Regions from separate parts of the Macaca mulatta genome. Here region 1 is linked to region 2. A link is a contact called in public Hi-C data. All regions are on one chromosome and are shown on one strand. Each heading gives the region's core, a stretch centred on a gene start, on an enhancer-like site or on the middle of the called end of the contact. The rest is flanking DNA. Distances are from core to core; before and after follow the strand shown.

Region 1 (5,459 bases), core at 950-3,449, 97 kb before region 2:
TCAAGGTAAGATTCATGTCGAGGTACATTTTGAACACATCACTAACATAATGTCTTGTCATGTATTAGGTATTTAGCAACTATTTGTTAACTAACTAAAACCAACCAAAGTAACCTAAGACCTAATTTTGGAAACTCTTAATATCAGATTACAGTTTGAGCTTACAGATAATAGAAAGTCACCACATGGATCCAAACAAACATATGATCATGTACGTTCTGGGGCTCTTCCCATCTCTACACCAAATAATTATACACAGTTATGAACTAAGCTTGAGAATAAATCCAACATGATTGTGTTTTGGAACTTGAGAGCCACTTGCTGTTGCTGCACCAGAATTCTATCACTCGTAATGAATTACTGGAATGGCTTTTTTGCACTGCATTATCTCAGGAGAAAATAACAATGAAATGTACACACAAGTTCTCAATAAATATTGCTGTCTTGGGCAAACAGTGACTCCATGTTAGTATTGTCTGTGACTCTCCTTCAGTCTCACAGTACAATTCCTGAGTACATACAGACTTCTTCCTTTTCTAAAAAAGATATTAACATCTAAAAATAAATGTATCCAGAAGTCTAATAATAGAGGAGTATATAAATTATGAGGATATTGCTCAAGATTGAGATGAATAACTACATTAGATTAAATTTACTTCTATTCAGTGTTTAATTCAAAGCATTTCCAAAATTACAGCGATCAAGCAGCAAAATTACCTTCCAAAACATATGGAAGTGGCTTATTACAATCACCTCATTTCTTAAATAACAGTATATGGGGTTGCTGCATAGATTAAATAAATAATATAGATAAAAGCCATCAGAACAGGGCCTGGCTCAGCCCTCAATACATTAGATAGTATTTTACCAAAAGTGAAAGTTATCAAATACTCTAATCCATTGTGGACTATGTAGAGCTATGCTTGAAGGGTCAACTGTTTGGAAACAGTAGCTGAGATAATACATATGAAGAGCCATTTGAAAAGGTAAAAGCAGTTAAGAAAAAAAATTGCATTACTTCTGAACTGTGATACATACAACACAGCTAACTGAAGGCAGCTGTAGTATCTTTTGACTGAGAATTTTGTTTTATTTTGAAAAACCATTATTCACACTTATCATTATCTTTCAACAAAACAATGAGTTCTATCATTTCCACTAAACGCAAATACTTCTCTGTACTTCGACAGGGCTAATCTGTTAATTTTGAATCAAAAATACAGGGTTAAATAACTAAAAGTATAATTGGATTGTTTGTAACACAAAGGGTAAGTGCCTGAAGGGATGGATGCCCCATTTTCCATGTGATTATTACACATTGCCTGCCTGTATCAAAACATCTCGTGTACCCCATAAATATATACACCTACTATGTAACCACAAAAATTTTAAATTTAATTTTTTTAAAAATCACGGTTAAGTCTTGGTTCTGTCTACCATCAGACAGTACCAATGGGTTAATAAGTGGATAGCAGACATCTCATTGCGACAAATAAGTCTGTATCAAGCCAAAACTGAATTGTATTCAGCAAACATGAAGACATTAAAGGTATTTTCAAGCAAGTTTTAGTTACACTGAACTTTCCCGGGTCATCAAGAAAAACTGCTCTCTTGGATTACCCACCACAGATTTCAGCTAAAGGTCGAAATTAGCCCACTATCTCAGACGGGCTAATACTGCAGCGGCAGGCAGTCTGTGAATGTGAATGATAAACGGAGCTAACACAGTAAAGTGACTCCCCTAGACGTCCCACTTTAGCCTCTCTCCTTACGCAAGATTTGAAGACAGCTGAAAATTGTGAAGTCATGTTTTTTTTGTTGTTGTTGTTTTTAATTTTTTCGTCTTCCAAGAGTTGAGAAGGGGGTGGTTAACAAACGAAGAAAAAGAGAAAGACCGGAGCAAGAGAGAGAAATGAGGGGCCGGGGTAAGCCAAAGCCTGCAAGCAGCCCCAAAACAAGCGGAAGTGGGGGACCTGCAGCAATGCTGCCCCAGCGAAGAGCTGTGAGACACTGCATTCCTGGAAGGCTATGCAGCCAAACTCCGATTCTCTCAGTCTGCCCAGAGGATTACAGGGGAATCCCAGGAGAGGAAAAGCGGAGTTAAACAGGAGGAGGAGAAAAACTGAAAGTACAACTTTGAAAAATACCTCAGGGCCTTCGACTACAGTCTCCGGAAAGCGGTCGGGCAACGATGACGACAATGACGCGCCGGCTGTGCCCGCGCCGAGGGGCGCTTTCCGATTATCTCACGCTGCTCGCCACGCCCCCGCTCCTTCGCTCTTCTCTAAAGGCAAATCTCGAAATGAGTAGCTCGGGGCCATGTTGTGGGAGAGGATTGCGGCGGCACTCTGGGAACCTTTGTCTACATTTGTACCCGGCCAACACTCAGCCCAAATACAGGTTGAGTGTATTTAACCAGGAAAGAAATCTTAGTTACTGAAACTTTGTATTTTTACTTTCCCGGGAGCTTTTCCAGGGCCCTCACTGTTACTACGCTTTTATTGTCTGCCTCAAGATCAGCGTCTTAGAGCAGCTTCCCAGATTATCCGTGGGGAAGAATGGGTTGTTTTTCCAATCTGTCAGTAAAAGATACTTCTATAATACAGTAAAAATGAATTAGTAGAAAAATGGGGAAAATATGTGCAAAATACAAGCCCAAATTTTTTATTATTAGTTTCAGTAAATGTAAAATTGCATTTCAACGTATGCAATCAGAAGAAACATAATAGAAAATAAAGGCATTAACAGAAACTGTACATATTGTTCGTTGAAAGTTTAGTATAAGCGATTGAGCATTGTCTTAACATTTGTAACTTGTCATTCCATGATCATAATTTGATAAAAATTTATGCCTGAGTTGTCCATATATTAAATGCATGTAAAAGCATTTTGAACAAGCACCATGTATGTAATATTTAAAGTTTGGGGGAGGTCACAAGATGGCCGAATAGGAACAGCTCCAATCTGCAGCTCCCAGTGTGAGTGAGGCAGAAGACAGGTGATTTCTGCATTTCCAACTGAGGTACCAAGTTCATCTCACTAGGGCTTCTCAGACAGTGGGTGGAGCCCACAGAGCAGGGCGGGGCATGACCTCACCTGGGAAGCACAAGGGGTCCGGGAATTCCCTTTCCTGGCAAAGGGAAACCGTGATAGACCATAACTGGAAAATCAGTACACTCCCACCCTAATACTGCATTTTTCCAGCGGTCTTAGCAAACGGCACACCAGGAGATTATATCCCGTGCCAGGATCGGAGGGTCCCACACCCACAGAGCCTTGCTCACTGCTAGCACAGCAGTCTGAGATCGAACTGCAAGGCAGCAGCGAGGCTCAGGGAGGGACATCTGCCATTACTGTGGCTTGAGTAGGTAAACAAAGTGGCTGGGAAGCTGGAACTGGGTGGAGCCCACCGCAGCTCAAGGAAGCCTGCCTGCCTCTGTAGACTCCACCTCTGGGGGTGGGGCATAACTGAAAAAAAGACAGCAGAAACTTCTGCAGACTTAAACGTCCCTATCTGACAGCTTTGAAGAGAGTACTGCTTCTCCCAGCGCGGAGTTTGAGATCTGAGAACGGACAGACTGCCTCCTCAAGTGGGTCCCTGACCCCTGAGTAGCCTAACTGGAGACACCTCTCTGTAGGGGCCAACTAACAATTCATACAGGTGGGTGCCCCTCTGAGATGAAGCTTCCAGGGGAAGGATCAGGCAGCAACATTTGCTGTTCTGCAGCCTCTGCTGGTGATTCCCAGGTAAACAAGGTCTGGAGTGGACCTCCAGCAAACTCCAGCAGACCTGCAGCTGAGGGTCCTGGCTGTTAGAAGGAAAACTAACAAACAGGAAGGACATCCACACCAAAACCCCATCTGTATGTCACCATCATCAAAGACCAAAGGTAGATAAAACCACAAAGATGGGGAGAAATCAGAGCAGAAAAGCTGAAAATTCTAAAAATCAGAGTGTCTCTTCTCCTCCAAAGGAACACAGCTCCTCGCCAGCAATGGAACAAAGCTGGATGGCGAATGACTTTGAAAAGTTGAGAGAAGAAGGCTTCAGATGATCAGTAGTAACAAACTTCTCCGAGCTAAAGGAGGATGTTCAAACCCATCGCAAAGAGCTAAAAACCTGAAGAAAGATTAAACGAATGACTAACTAGAAAAAACAGTGTAGAGAAGTCCTTAAATGACCTGATGGAGCTGAAAACCATGGCACAAGAACTATGTGACACATGCACAAGCTTCAGTAGCCGATTTGATCAAGTGGAAGAAACAGTATCAGTGATTGAAGATCAAATGAATGAAATGAAATGAGAAGTTTAGAGAAAAAAGAATAAAAAGAAATGAACAAAGCCTCCAAGAAATATGGGACTATGTGAAACGACCAAATCTACATCTGATTTGTGTACCTGAAAGTGACGGGGAGAATGGAACCAAGTTGGAAAACACTCTTCAGGACATTATTCAGGAGAACTTCCCCAATCTAGCAAAGCTGGCCAGCATGCAAATTCAGGAAATACAGAGAACACCACAAAGATACTCCTTGAGAAGAGCAACTCCAAGACACATCACTATCAGATTCACCGAAGTTGAAATGAAGGAAAAAATGTTAAGGGCAGCCAGAGAGAAAGGTTGGGTTACCCACAAAGGGAAGCCCATCAGACTAATAGCAGATCTCTCGGCAGAAACTCTACAAACCAGAAGAGAGTGGGGGCCAATATTCAACATTCTTAAAGAAAAGAATTTTCAACCCAGAATATCATATCCACCCAAACTAAGCTTCATAAAGGAAGGAGAAATAAAATCCTTTACAAACAAACAAATGCTGAGAGATTTTGTCACCGCCAGGCCTGCCTTACAAGAGCTCCTGAAGGAAGCACTAAACACAGAAAGGAACAACTGGAACCAGCCACTGCAAAAACATGCCAAATTGTAAAGACCATCAATGCTAGGAAGAAACTGCATCAACTAACAAGCAGAATAACCAGCTAACATCATAATGACAAGATTAAGTTCACACATAACAATATTAGCCTTAAATGTAAACGGGCTAAATGCTCCAATTAAAAGACACAGACTGGCAGTTTGGATAAAGAGTCAGGACCCATCAGGTGCGGTATTCAGGAGACCCATCTCATGTGCAGAGACACACATAGGCTCAAAATAAAGGGATGGAGGAAGATCTACCAAGCAAATGGAAAACAAAAAAAAAGCAGGGGTTGCAATCCTAATCTCTGATAAAACAGACTTTAAACCAACAAAGATCAAAAGAGACAAAGAAGGCCACTACATAATGGTAAATAGATCAGTTCAAATAGAAGAGCTAACTATCCTAAATATATAGGCACCCAATACAGGAGCACCCAGATTCATAAAGCAAGTCCTTAGAGACCTATAAAGAGACTTAGACTCCCACACAATAATACTGGGAAACTTTAACACCCCACTGTCAATATTAGACAGGTCAA
Region 2 (4,963 bases), core at 1,279-3,778:
TTGAGATTGCAGGCGTTAGCCACTGCACCAGGCCTGTTCTTATTTTAAAAAGTCACAAGTCTGAGCCCTGATTCTGCCACTGCACTCCATCCTAGGCAAGAGTGAGACCCTCTCTCAAAAAAAAGAAAAAAGAAAAAAGAAAAACAATCATGTCCCATTTTTCTTTGAAAAAGGAATAAATGGCCAGGCGCGATGGCTCATCTCTGTAATCCCAGCACTTTGGGAGGCCGAGCTGAGTGGATCACCTGAGGTCAGAGTTCGAGACCAGCCTGACCAACATGGTGAAACCCCATCTCCACTAAAAATACAAAACAATTAGCTGGGCATGGTGGCAGGCACCTGTAATCCCAGCTACTAGGGAGGCTGAGGCAGGAGAATCACTTGAACCTGGGAGGCAGAGGTTGCAGTGAGCCAAGATCACGCCACTGCACTCAAGCTTGGGTGACAGATCAAGACTCCGTCTTAAAAAAAAAAAAAGAAAAAGAAAAAGAAAGAGAAAAGAAAAAGGAATAAATCCTTTAAATGCCTTTTTTTTTTAATGGTGGTTCACACCTGATCCAGCACTTTGGGAGGCAGAGGTGGGAGGATGGTTTGAGCCCAGGAGTTCCAGGCTGCAATGAGCTATGACAGTACCACTGCACTCCAGACTGGGACAGAGCTACGCCATCTCTAAACAACAACAACAAAAAACAAAAACAACCCAAAATGCAATGTAAAGAAATTTTCCTTTGTGTAGAAATCAGGAAGGGCATCATACATTAGATAATCTGAACTGGACATTAGAATAGCAACAGGTAGCCAGGCTTGGTGGCTCACGCCTGTAATCCCAGTATTATGGGAGGCCGAGGCAGGCAGACTGCTTGAGCCCAGGAGTCGGAGACCAGCCTGGGCAGCATGGCAAAAGCCAATCTCTACCAAAAAAAAAAAAAAAAAAAAGTACAAAATAATTAGGTGTGGTGGCACACACCTGTAGTCCTAGCTACTTGGGAGGCTGGGGTGGGAGGATTCCTTGAGCTGAGAAGGCGAAGGTTGCAGCGACAGTGAGCTGTGTTTGCACCACAGCACTCCGGGCTGGGTGACAGATTGAGACCCTGTCTCCAAAAAAAAAAAAAAAAGCCACTGGTTACTGGAAGCTAAATGATGAACAATATAAGGAAAGGTAGAAAAGAATAAGCCATGTTTCATGTTTGTCATTCAGGGAAATTTAAAGCGGAATGGGGTCTTACATACTTTTTATTCCAGGCGTAACAGTCCAAATTGTATCCATCCTTTATCTACCAGTTTAATCCCTACCTCCTTCAAGCCGATTTTCTCCATAGATTTTGATCCCCAGAGTTCTTAACCTACCCTGCACTTGTAGTCTATTACAACTCTGATCTGACTACGACTGATCTTTTTTTTTTCAGGTAACCGAAATCAAGACTTTTTAAAAACGATAAACAGCTACAAAATGCTAGTTACTATCATTATTCTCTAATTCTTTCACTAGTAATCTTCAAAAAAAAAACAAAAACAAAAAGTTGTAAACCTAATCTTTCCACACCCTGCTTAAATCCTTTCAATCGTGTCCCGTTTTTCTTAGAAAAAAGGCATAAATTCCTTTGAATGTCCTACAGATCTTGCAATGTCTGGTTCCTGCTTATCCCTCTAGTTTCTTAAGAGGATAAACTTCTTCCCATCACTGAGCTTCTGCATGTGCAGAAGCCCTGGAAACCGTGTCCTTTACTCCTAGTTTGGCCTAGTTAGCTCCCGCACATACCAAAATCTGTTTTCACTCATCCCAAACCTGTTTTCACTCTCACTGAACCGTAACCGTGTTCCTTTGTGTGAGACGACTCATCTCGGTTTGTACTTATGTATCGTTGCTTTGATTATTGAACTGAGTATCTCTCCCACGAGAAAACAAACTCCATGAGATCGGGGACATTGCCATTCACATGCCTAGGAATACCAGGCACTCAATTGATACCTGCCGAATGTGTTAGGTTGCCTCTTCCAACCACACTGCAGGCATTCTGGCGCCCGCTTTGGCTGGACTGCACTCGGGGTGGCAGGAGGGTTGGGCGCGGAGGAACTACCCCGCGGATGAGAAAGAGGTTTTAAATGGGAAACATTCCTCAGTCGGCGGTCAGCTTCTCTGGTCTCGCGCGGCTCAAGCCATGCTTTGGGGGACGCTGGACGAAGGCTCTGGCAAAGAGGAATGCAGACCCCAGGATCCGCACTCGCCCCCAACGGCAGTCCGGATCGTCGACCCGGCACCCACCTCTCGAAGCAGCTTCAGGTCCCCGTGCTGGATCTCGTACAGCTGAATGACGCCGGTGCCCCGTGCGAAGTTGCCCATGGTCACAAATTTGGCGCTGCAGGGCACCCATTTACAGTCAAACACCGTGTAGTTGAAGCCCTTCTGGATATGGGCGATGATCTGAGGCTTCTCGAAGGCCGACATGGTGCAGCCGATTTCAGTTCTGACAACCGCCACACCCAAAGCCCCCCAAAACACTAACCTGGAAACCAGACTCCAAACATTGGCAATTTGTCCCTCCCGCTTTCCGTATTCTGCCCCAGATACCCTAAGAAGTTGGCTGTAGTTATCTCTAGATAATGCCAGATGCGCTCTGGCGATCGCACAGAATGTTCCTTCACAACAGCACAAATTTCTTTATTGCCTTTACCCACTGCCTTTCGCACACATACATATTAGAGATTATAAAATGCTTGAGCTCGGAGTTGCACGGCTAGAGTGAGACCATGAGCATCAGGCATACCTTAGGACAGCCGAAATCCCGTTTTCCCCCGGCCCCAAATCCTGCAGGTCCCCGGCCTGTGACGTTTTAGGAAAGGGGCGGAGCTGCGGGGTTAGTTGACGGAGGCTGGGTCCTGCGCGGTGCAGCAGGGCACGTGTTTCAGCCGGAAGCGCCTTAAGATTCCGGGGGATGGAATCCGAAATGGAAGCGCAGAGCGCCGGGGCAGAGGAGGGCTTTACCCAGGTCACCCGTAAGGGTGGCCGGCGGGCGAAGAAACGACAGGCTGAACAGCTGTCCGCAGCGGGAGAGGGCGGGGATGCGGGCCGGATGGACACAGAGGAGGCCAGGCCGGCGAAGAGGCCCGTCTTCCCACCCCTCTGTGGGGACGGGCTCCTGGTATGTGGCTAGGACCCTAGGACAGCAACCAGGCAGGGGCCAGACGCGGATCAAGCCGGTGGCCTCTGGGGAATGTTGAAGCTGCGGTGGGGCTGTTCTGCCGCGATGCTCAGAGAGAAGTGATTCTCTGAAGTGTAACTAGTTCAGTTAAAGGAAGCCCTTTATGGATCAGATGTTATTTTACAACTCCATCACCATCCCTCCATAGCCTTTTGAGTTGTGTGTTCTTTTATTACAGAGTGGAAAAGAAGAAACAAGGAAAATTCCAGTCCCAGCTAACAGATACACACCGTTGAAAGAAAACTGGATGAAGATATTTACTCCTATTGTGGAACATTTGGGACTTCAGATACGCTTTAACTTGAAATCAAGGAATGTAGAAATCAGGGTAAGGAAAATCTCAACCATTTCCCAATACACCAGGCTTTCTCTCCTACAGAGATGGAAAGGCGTGAGTAGACTTTAGTTAATGGGACTTATTGTGTTGAATAGTTTTTGTCCAGTTTAAAAACTTACCATATTGAGTTTGAACTTCCCAAATGCCTTAAAAATCTGCGTTTGATACAAATATTAATTGAATTTGTAAATTAGTTCTGAGATCATACCAAAATACTGTCTATGCTTCTGTGTATCTTTTGTAATGTTCTGTGTCAAATTCAGAAAAGGTCGAGTAAAGAGATTGTCATAAACAGAAGTAAGTAAATAATGAACATAAGTACTTGCTGCTTTACAAGAAGTGTATACAGTCAGCGTCGGGGATATGTTCTGGGATATGTTTTGTAAGATGACTTAGTCCTTGTGCGAAGAGTGTATTTACACAAACCTAGATGGTATGTGTATATTTATGTATTTTTTCATATGGAAAACCAAATGTTCCAGCACCATTACTGAGTATCAGTCATTTCATCTACTTGACCTGCATTGCCAGTGTCCAGTGCCATATATCAGATTTCTGTATATTTTCCATTATACTGTTATGAGACCACCATGGTATGAGCAGTTGGTCATTGATCAAAATGTCATTATGCAGTGCATGACTGTGTTTTAATGGTGCTTTTTTGATAAAACTGTATTATTTTGATAAGAAACATACGCACATATGTGTGTGTGTGTATTTTTTTTTTAATTTTACGCTTTCGCCCAAGCTGGCGTGCAGTGGCACGCTCTCGGCTCACTGTTAACAGGCGCCCGCTACCACACCTGGCTAATTTTTGCATTTTTAGTAGAGACTGGGTTTTAGCATGTTGGCCAGGCTGGTCTTGAACTCCTGACCTCAGGTGATCCGCCCATCTCAGCCTCCCAAAGTGCTGGGATTACAGGCGTGAGCTGCCCTGCCCGGCCTATATATGTGTATTTTAAATTCTATGCTGTCAATCCAGGAACTAGACATTTAAAATTAATTTACTTTGGGCTTTCTGTTCTGGGTGCCAGTTTCATACCAGAATGTACATTTTTCAGTCATATCTTCAGTGCCTAAACTTTTCATGGGCTTTACTGTCCTATTTATTGCAGGATAATCACTTTGGATTCCACTAACATTTATTGATGCTGCCATATACCAGACACATAGTGGTATTACAACATGCTCTACATCATTTAGTCTTCAGGATATTCCCATCTTAAAGATGTGAGGAAACTTGGCCATAGTCATCAGGCTAATAAGGGAAACTTCCTATTATACTAGTAGGGAACACTCAGGATCTTCTCCTCTGACCTCCTTATTTTACTGATGAGAAAACTCAAGACCTAAAGTAACTAGGAGACTTGTCTAAGGTCACATGTAGGATTGGAACTAGGGTCTAGTTCTAAATGGGAAAGCCCCG

What was found. Hi-C and Micro-C count contacts between places; a contact is called where the count stands out from the background.
Region 1: a Hi-C map of CD4 T cells shows a contact between it and region 2, with 4 times the contacts expected there. The contact joins the promoter of C1D here to the promoter of DNAAF10 in region 2. A contact is called at or near these places in 2 of 14 Hi-C or Micro-C datasets (CD4 T cells and fetal cortex germinal zone).

What each region holds. Positions count from the first base shown.
Region 1 is chr13:56,664,079-56,669,537 of T2T-MMU8v2.0, reverse strand. C1D (C1D nuclear receptor corepressor) reads right to left here and starts at 2,199. Exons shown (of 5, transcript NM_001193604.1): 1 at 2,148-2,199.
Region 2 is chr13:56,568,198-56,573,160 of T2T-MMU8v2.0, reverse strand. It overlaps DNAAF10 (dynein axonemal assembly factor 10), which reads right to left and starts at 2,528. Exons shown (of 8, transcript NM_001261137.1): 1 at 2,264-2,528. The coding sequence starts at 2,446. PNO1 (partner of NOB1 homolog) reads left to right here and starts at 2,926. Exons shown (of 7, transcript NM_001172108.1): 1 at 2,926-3,140; 2 at 3,379-3,528. The coding sequence starts at 2,934.